Linked DNA regions of Anser cygnoides: region 2 is linked to region 1. The links are chromatin contacts, called in public Hi-C maps. All regions are on one chromosome and are shown on one strand. Each heading gives the region's core, a stretch centred on a gene start, on an enhancer-like site or on the middle of the called end of the contact. The rest is flanking DNA. Distances are from core to core; before and after follow the strand shown. Region 1 has its middle 55 kb from the start of GADD45G. Region 2 holds the start of GADD45G (growth arrest and DNA damage inducible gamma).

Region 1 (4,695 bases), core at 452-2,951:
GGTTTACTAAACATTGCTTACAGAACTTCAGGACAGCTAAGGGGAAATCAGCTAAAACTGCTCAGGAGCACGCAGGCCAGGGACAGCCCACCCATGCCAAAAGGTGCCACTGCACCCTGCTCCCCTGTGGACCCAAAAGCCTCTTGCCAAGTACTCTGTGCTGTCTGGATGGTCTGTATCTATCAGATATCACTACGCTGGGAGAAAGTAAGCTAAGATGCAGCACTAGAGGTCTTTGGAAATACTCTGAGCTGAATGCAGACATCACTATGATAACTGATGAGAAAAGCACTATCCAGACACTTTTATTATTATTATTTTTAAAAGAAGATGCACACAACTCATTTGTATTCAAAATGTGCATCCACAATCCCTATGTTAAATATAAACAACCCAACCATCACACATTTAAATATTTCATCTGCAAGTGCTAATGCACATTAATCAATGCCAAAGGCACTGCATGTCCTGAAAGAAGAGCCTCTTCATAGCAGGTAGGGCTTGTGCCAATTATGTTCGGAAAATGTCATTACAGTAACCACTACACTCTAGTAGGAGATCCAATCAAGGTATTTCTTGAACCATAATAACTGACTTTGAAAAAAACACTTCTCTCTGGAGTCAGAAAGTTGTGTAGGTTCTTCCCAGTTCTGAATATCTCAAACTAGAAGAAGAGGTGCAGGGGGGAATTTGAAGAACAAATGCTGCCCTGTTGACTTGCAGACTGCAGCAGGTTGTATTGAAAACATATTTGTGAAAAACAAATGCGGCTCTCCATTAGGTATGTAAAGTATGTTAGCTATGTGAGTAATGAAGAAAATGAAAAAATAACAGAGTGCACTAAAACTATTCATGTGTTTGTTCCTATAATCTCTGATTTTTACTGGGGAGTTTTGTCTTGCTTAGATCATTCATACAGAAATCTACTTTTCCTGTCCTTCAGACAACATCTCTGCTTTTCTGACATTTTTATTTCAATGCTCAAGGGAAAGTGCTGTTTGATTTGTTTAACTGATGAACACCTCCCCCCACCTATTCCACTGTGATTAGATTGTTACTGTTTGGTATGTCCTGAGTGATTTTGTAACCTCCACCCCAGTGTTTATGTCTGGCATAGACAAAAATACAAGCAAACAACTGGAGAAAACAATTTATTTAACATTTTGTTTGTCTTAACTTTCGGGGGTTGTCTGAAAAAAACTTAGTTGAACTCAAATTTACATGATCCACAAGCAGAAACTACCAATCTAAATACTTCAGGATCTACATAAATTTTATATAGAAAATTAGGTCTGGTTTGGATTTTCAGTCTCTGTGCCCCAAACAATATTTTTTAAGGTTTTGTTCTAGTATCTGAGCTACATTACTCAGATGCCCCTCCAGCTCTGGATGGGAGTATGGCATGTCCCTGATTTTTGCTGAATAAGCTTGGGTGAACAACAGTGTTATGTGAGAAAAAAATAACAAAATCTGTTCCCAATAACTTATATTCAGGGACTGTGCAATGTCCCTTGCTACAGGTTTTTAAAAGAGTTCATTAGCAAAGCAAAGCCTGCACTGCGAGACTGTTTACCCGAAGCTACAGACCGACTTTTGCCTGCTCTCTGAGGATGGTGAGTGTACGCAGGAAGGCTACTTCTGGAAACCTTGCACCTTTACTCGCCTCTGCTCTCCTCCACCGCGTTCACATTCAATAAGCACTGCTTTCAATGTTTGTGTCCTGCTCTGCTGGTTTATTCAGGCAAACCGCTAAATCCATGGCAAAGAGTGCCTTCCTAACAGCTGCGGACACTCGAGCCAAAGGAATTGATTTTTACAGATCAGAGAAATCTGAGAAAGTTTACACAGCCCTAATATAGCCACAGCTATTTTCAGCTTTAAAAAAAAAAAAAAAAACAGGAAGGAAAAAAGAAATCCCATGGCTAAAGCCACCTCACAAGTCTGTGATGAATACAAAACACAACTTTCGATCTGATCTGCATAAATTGTGCCCGGCGTGGAAACAGTGAGATGTGCAGCCTACAGCACACAGTATTTCTCTGCTGTAGCGCTGCCAAGTAGGAGCCATCCTCCAGCCCCCGGAAAGATTTAATGCGTGTCTTTCCTTTCACATTCTGTCAATGTAGAGCAACTCTCCTCTTCACGGAGGGAATCTCCCAAACCCACTGAAAGGGCAAAGCAAAGCATGCAGGCACTGCAGAAATGGTGCAAGAAGCACTCCGGTAAGATGCAGTTCCACTTGCCGAAATGGTAAAAACAGTGTGCCCCCGTATCTTCTCATCTCAAGAGCTTTGCTTCTCTGCTGTTATCTTTCACTGGGTTTCTAGCAACACCACTTCCTGCCCTTCCTCAGCCATCAGACCAGAGTTTTTTTCACTACGTTCATTTCCTTTTCTGTGGGAAACTGGCACTTACGCAAGGGCAAAGTTTACAGGGGTGGAAACTTCAGTCCTTTTTCCTCAGAAGAGGTGCCACAGGGAGAGCTGCTTCCCAGACACAAGCGACAAAGTGCAGTACCTCTCATGACAGAGCTGAGCCCCAGCACCGCTTTTATCCTCAGCGTCTTTGGTGGTGGTACATGCCTGTCACGTCTAGGGGTATGGGGAAGTTCAGAAGCACTTCTTGGTATGACTGAGAGAGCAACTCAGGGGAGAAAATGCCAAGCAACCTTTCTCAGCTAGCATCTCGTCTAGTGGGCCAAAGCCCACTTGAACTGGGAGAATGATGATGATTTGCTCCAGCTGAAGGTCTGTCTCTCCCTCTGCTTGTGCTACAAGAAACCCCAGGGTGCCTATGTGTGTTTTGTTGGGCAGACCTCCAGGGCCAGCTGCAGAAGAAGCTGAAAGTCTGACCAGGGAAAGAGCCGAGGGAAGTCCCAGCAGGAAAGTAATCAAGGTAGGCATAAACAAAGGCGTTTGCAGTGTCAGGCAAGCAGGGACCTTGACAAAAGCAGAGGCAGAGATTGCCAAGGTCTATGTCTGCAGCACTTCTGTGTTGTCACAGTCCTGTGGTAGGCTCAGATCCCTTCACCCCCCACTCAGCAGACCGTGGAGGCAGAACAATCTGCCAGGAGAGCCTTTACAACCTCTTTAGCAGCAAAGCAATGGACAAGAACAGGTTATCAGCTCCCTCCACCACACGCTGACTGGTGTTAACGCTGGGATGAGGTACAGCATTGGTTCACCCATGGTCCTTGGTTCTCTCTCCAGCACTGGAGCTCAAACATGCGTGCAGCCCAGGCTTGCCCTAGAGGATCTGGCTGGCAAGTGGGAGTTTATAGCTGCCAGTGTGGCTGGTGGTATAAAGTAACAGGAAGCTTGTCCCATGAGCAATCACAGGTGCTTCTCCTCAAGACACTGGAGAAACCACAGCTGCATTAAGAAAGGCACCATGTTCCAGGCCCCGCAGCCTTGTCCAAGGTCAAATGCTTCAGCCCCTGTGCACCACAAGCTAGTTTTGCAAGCTGGTGGGGACTATTTTGCAACAAGCGAGCAACCAAAAATTATCCATTTGCGAGAAGGCATTTCACTGAAAATCCTTAACTTCTCTTTCATGAGGACCCTCACTGTCAGCAGCGTGTTGCTGCTTGTCACATTAGGAGACTGGGTGCCACAGCCAGGTGTCCTAGCACCAGAGCACACCAAGGATGCTGGCCCCACCACCATAGCAACTACCAGGAGTGACAGAAGCATGCATCTGGTGTTCCAGGGAGCCAGGCCCCCCAAAAATAACCTCAGATTTGAGGCTTAATGCACATAAAAATTATGTGCAAAATTATTTTAAAAGTAAACTGAAATTTTGCATGGATGCTCAGTGGTTAAAACACTTTGTCCCCACGCTTCTCCATAATTCTGTGAAATGTCAAGCATGGAAGTACAATATTTATATATTTAAATGCAAGAGAGTCACAGGCATGAATGATAGGTTGTGTGGGAATTTACACTGGGCATTGAGCAGTGCAGGGAAGTGGGATTAAAATACTGTGGATCCTGATAGCTGGCAGAGAGATTCACCTGGAGTCCTGCCAGCCAAGCACAGCGCTCCAACATCACTCCACACTGGTCTGAATCTAGCAGTGGGATCCAGAGCACTGCTATTGTTGCAACAGTAGGCTGATTCCTGATCATGAAATTAATCAGCTCTTTGTTCATACCATTATGCAGCAAATCACATTTAAGCAGGCCTCTGAGCATCTGGCCTGTCAGTATCACAGCCAAAATCTGGATTCAAAGGTGTAGTGCAACCATAAAGCCAGGCAGATTTTCTCTGTAAAGTAACACCCCATTGACCACAAACTGTCGTAGTCCAACAATTGTATTAGAATCATAACTGTGTATTTACTTGAAATTGTTTAGGTATTCATTTGGGGTATCTGTGACATACTTATGAATATGTCTAGAAAAGGGTCCTGACACAGCTTCTCAGGCAGCCCCCAGCGGTAACTTTGTCTCATATTGCCAGGCGTTTGAACAGCAGGTAAAGACCAAGTGTGGAAAGTGGCACAGGGAGCATCATAGAAAGCCTATAAAACAAAATGGAGGGGGGTTGCATGGACAAGCATGTGAGTGGAGAGGAAAACCAAAAGGTTCAATTTACCATACTATTTCAGGCCTGATCTACATCAGGAATTTTTGCAGGAGTTACAGTGGTAATATCACACTTGCAACACAGACCCCCAGACCCCCATTAATGCAC
Region 2 (4,419 bases), core at 136-2,635, 56 kb after region 1:
CAGGCTACTGAGGCACACTGGTGGGGTAAGCTGTTCTTTTCCTCTTTCTCCTCCGTAAGAGCCCACTGCATGCCAGTCTGAGTGACCTTAATCCAGTCTCTTGACCAGGCTAATCCATGGAATCAGCAGCTTGTTGCACACTTCGGTGAACCAACACCACGTTGAGAATGCAACAAAGGTTTCAGCTTCCCCAGTGCACTGGGTCACCATCACTCGGGCAGGGTGATGGTTGGCACCCACTCATTGACGTTTCTGCTCTCTTCACAGAAGAATTTCAGCTTCTCTAGAGCTGGGTCCTTCCAGCCATCCTCATTCGGGTTCTGCCAGAGGAAAAAAAAAAGTTGCATACCATGAGAACTGCCTGCCAACTGAAGTCATGACATTATTTACAGAAGCATTAGCTTAGTAAGTGAGGTATTTTCAGATAACTTCTGTCCCAGCACGGGGAAAGCAGGAAGCAGAGCTGTCACCCTTGTGGGCAGAGGAAATCCACAGTTACGAGAAATGCAGCCTACTACTACTACTCAGCAGATTGGCTCTTGGGCACATGTGCCAAGTCCCCTTTCTCTGCCCAGAAGGGGATCCAGCCACCTGCAGCAACGTGGCCACCCCATGCAGAGGCCGGTGCCGAAAGCAGCAGTGCAGAGAGCCCCCCCAGCCCCTCACCACCCAGGAATACCCACCGTGATGAGGATGCAGTGGAAGTCCCGCGGTTCCCCGTCCTCCTCACTGGCCCCCACAACAGCCGCCAGCTTGGTCACGTCGTTGACCCGCACGATGTCGATGTCGTTCTCGCAGCAGAAGGCCTGGATGAGGGTGAAGTGAATCTGCAGGGCGATGTCCCCCTCGTCCTCCTCATCGGCCGCCAGCACGCAGAAAGCCACGTTGTCGGGGTCGCTGCAAGAGGCGAGGCGCGGCGTTAGGCTCTGCGGACCGTGCTTGCGGCCAACCCCTCCCGGCCCGGCCCGGCCGGGCCCCCGCCGCCCTACTTACACATTCATCAGCTTGGCCGACTCGTAGACGCCGGCCGTGAGGCAGCCGCGGCGCTGCGCCGACACCAGCAGCTCGTGGAGGGCCTTGCCGGCGCCCTGCATCCTGCGGGGGGGAGACGGGCACGGTCAGTCAGCGCGGCGCCAACGGCCTCACCGCCGCCCAACCGCCGCAACGGCCGCCCAACCGCCGCCCCACCGCCAGCAGCGCCGCCACCTACCAGTCGCTGCCCGCGGGCACCGGCTCCTGTCCGTGGGTCTCCTCCAGAGTCATAGCAGCGAGCGGGCGGACAAGGACAAGCCGCGGCGGCGGCGGCGCCGATCGCTCCCAGCCGGCCCCGAGCCTCCCGCTCCGCTCCTCACCGCCCGCCGAACCGAGCGGCTCTGGGCCGCCCGTCCGCCGCCCGCCCCTATTTATAGCCCGCGCGGCCGCGGCGCCGGCAGCTGGCGGCGGTTGCCGCGCTCCCATTGGCCGGCGGCGGGGAAGGGGGAGGGGGCTTTTGTCATGCTAATCGGCGCGCGCGGGCTGAGGGCGGGAGGGAGCGGGCGGCTCGTGCCGGCAGGACACGTGGGGAGGGGGAGGGGCGGCGGGGGCACGCGCCGGGCGGGGAAAGCCCGCGCGCGGCGGGGGGGGCGGGGGGGGGGGAGGGTCTGTGAGGGCCCGGCCGTGCGGGGACCCGGCACACGGAGCGTGCCTCAGCGCCGCGTGCGTTCACGGCCCTTTTGCGTCTAAAAACACCTCACAAGTTTTCAGAAAACCATCCCCGGGCCCCCACAGAGGTGAGACGGCAGCCGTCCCCACTCGCTGAGCGCAGCGTACGCAGCGCGTTCCGTAAAAAAACACACTCAGTGCGTCTCCCCCCTGTATTCTCCGGGTACGTGCACGGGGAGGAGCGCAGCAGGGCAGGTCAGAAACCAGCAGCCTTGGGCAGGGCCCACCGGACCGAACACCTGCTGCAAGCACCGGAGGGCTGGCCATGTGCTGCAGCCTCAGTGCGCCGTGAAACAGATGGGAAACCCAGCACTGACTCAGCGCTCTGAAAGACGCCTGTTATAGCTGTGATTTCACCGAGCTTCCCATCACGGTGGAAATTAAAGTTGCTTAAAATGGATAGAAATTAGTAGGCCAAAGCAACTCATAGCATGTGTAGTAGGTTAACGTATGTAAGCACCGAAGTAATAAACTCACGTATGCAAGCATATTGACACAGCAATCCTTTCACACATAGTCTTCCATTTTTTTGCTTAAAAACCTTGGAGTCGGGGCCACAGCAATCTTTTCACATGTAGGCTTCCATTTTTTGCTTAAAAACCCAGCACCCTGGCGTCAGGGCTTCCCCTCGTCGCAGTTTTCAGATCGCTCCATTATTCCCGTGTCTCCTAGCACAGATGGTGCTGAAGGCCACGGAGCATGACCAGACACCCGATCCAGCTTATTTCAAACCACGGTGTCAACACCGGGCCTCCAGAGCAGCCAGGGAGGTGCACGAAGGGAGCTGTACCTGCTCCTGGTCCCTTCCCTCTTTTTTCTATGGTTTTGAAACAGTCAGCTCCTCGGACTTCGTAGTCTACTGAGCAAACTCCATCTTAAGTGGACATCATGCTCCACTGCTCGCTTTCTTGGTCTTCGCCTCCCATGTCTTTAATATATACATAAAAGAAAAAAAAATCATCTTTTTCACTTTTTAGTATTGCTGCCCACAAACACCCAAGTAAGCGTGCTGATTGTTTTCCTCTGACAGTGGAAGTTACACCCCCCATTGTCCTAGGACACTTGAACACACTCAGGTGGATGTAAGTGTCCCCAATATACTTACAAGCCAAATGCTGAGCATCAAAATTGACTTCTGCAAATGCAGCTCAGCATGATCTGTGCATCTGATGGAAAGCTGATAGGCACCAGTTCTCTGCTGGATCATCTGTTGAGTGCTGGAAGCCATCCTGCAGATCAGGGTGGGAATATCACTTGGCAGTCCTACTCAGGCAAGAATAAGTGGATTTTGACATTAAATTTGACAGCACCGGTTTAATGCCAGTGTCATTTCCATAGCAAGAAAAAAAAAAAAAAAAAAAAAAGCTAGCCTAAAGCTCTTGGGTTTTTTACGGGCAGCCTCAGCGCATGAACAAACACCTCTCAGACAAACGTGACGCTGCATTCAAAGTAAAACTCTGACCTCTGCTGGGCTTCTAAAATATTACTTCTACAAAAAATAATTGCCAGCCCAAAGGCATATGACGCCTAGATTCAGTGCCTGATTTCATACTCTTAATGTTTCTGGTGAAAGCTTAGGGGAAAAAGAAAACAAACAAACAAACAAAATCAGTATTTCTTCGATGAAGAAAGCCCTTAAAACAGAAAACGGGAAAACAGCCTCCTAATCTTATAAAAAGTCAGGTGCAGAGTATCAGGGAAATAATAATATATTCAATTACGGCAAAGGCAAAGTAACATAGCAGGAAATAGCAGACACGACAGCAGATAGATTACACCCTTGTTTTGCTGGTAATACACATGATTTTGTCACAGTTAAGTGAGTAAGATAGTAACATACTGCCAAGTGAAAAGCAGCAGACGCAGACATCGCTTTTGCTTAAGGGAGAGGAGACTCCAGACTCTGCACTGGAAAAATCAAGCAAGGTAGCAGCTGTCCCAGACATGGGACACTTCAGCCTGTCTGGTGCTTTCCTGGCTCCTGCTGCATGCCTGGAGTTCCCATCTGAAGGATGCTTTTTACCAAGAGATACTACTACTCCTTTCAGTTTAGGTCAAGCACCTCCAACCTGAAGTCTTTTCGAACCCATCAGAGCTTCTCTTCCTGTTCCAGTCCTCCACATGGTCAGCCCTATTGTCCTCACCCAGCAACCTTTTTCTCCAAATACTGAGTCTCAGAAGATAAAAATGAAACCAAAAACCTCTCTGCGAAACCTGCAGGTTTTAAGGCGTAAAGCAGAGAGCTCCCTCTGTCGATACTCTTTGCTCGGTGGCACTTTAACCACAGAAATGCCACCTGCCAAAACCAAACACCCGTGATTTATAGGTATCAAAGACTTTTAACTTAATGAGAAATAAGGGAATTAAGACTTACTGTAGTGCCTTCTTTTTCTAAAATAAATATATAAACCTGCACATTACAAGTCATGGTTGAAAATGATGCAGTGGAAATAGAAGCAGTATTCATCTACATTAAGTGTTTTACTGTTTTATTAAAAAAGTGAGTATTCCTACAAATAAAACTGAAGTGCTGCAGGGTAGATACCACTTAATTGGCTACATAGACCTTATTATTACAGGATGTACTGCAGCTGAGCACAGAGCCCCCACTTCTGTCATCTTTTCAGGTTTTGAGCTAAAAAGGGCTAGAGTGCCTCTTGCATTAATTTTGGTTGTTTGAGGTTTTGTACAGACAATGGCATGCTGCATCAAGTGTGT

Evidence for each region. Hi-C and Micro-C count contacts between places; a contact is called where the count stands out from the background.
Region 2: a contact with region 1 is called in a Hi-C map of liver, with 18 times the contacts expected there. The contact joins the promoter of GADD45G here to the enhancer-like site in region 1. A contact is called at or near these places in 3 of 7 Hi-C or Micro-C datasets (granulosa cells and liver).

Annotation. Positions count from the first base shown.
Region 1 is chrZ:38,176,975-38,181,669 of Taihu_goose_T2T_genome, forward strand. No RefSeq gene overlaps it. Among named protein-coding and RNA genes, the nearest start is that of GADD45G, 55 kb to the right of the region's middle. Within about 2 kb of position 1,702, at least 1 of the 3 cell types and tissues checked has open chromatin away from gene starts, as enhancers often do. A contact at or near this core is called in liver, where this site is marked.
Region 2 is chrZ:38,233,020-38,237,438 of Taihu_goose_T2T_genome, forward strand. It overlaps GADD45G (growth arrest and DNA damage inducible gamma), which reads right to left and starts at 1,386. Exons shown (of 4, transcript XM_048046132.2): 1 at 1,211-1,386; 2 at 994-1,095; 3 at 684-897; 4 at 1-320. The coding sequence starts at 1,263. The coding sequence ends at 210.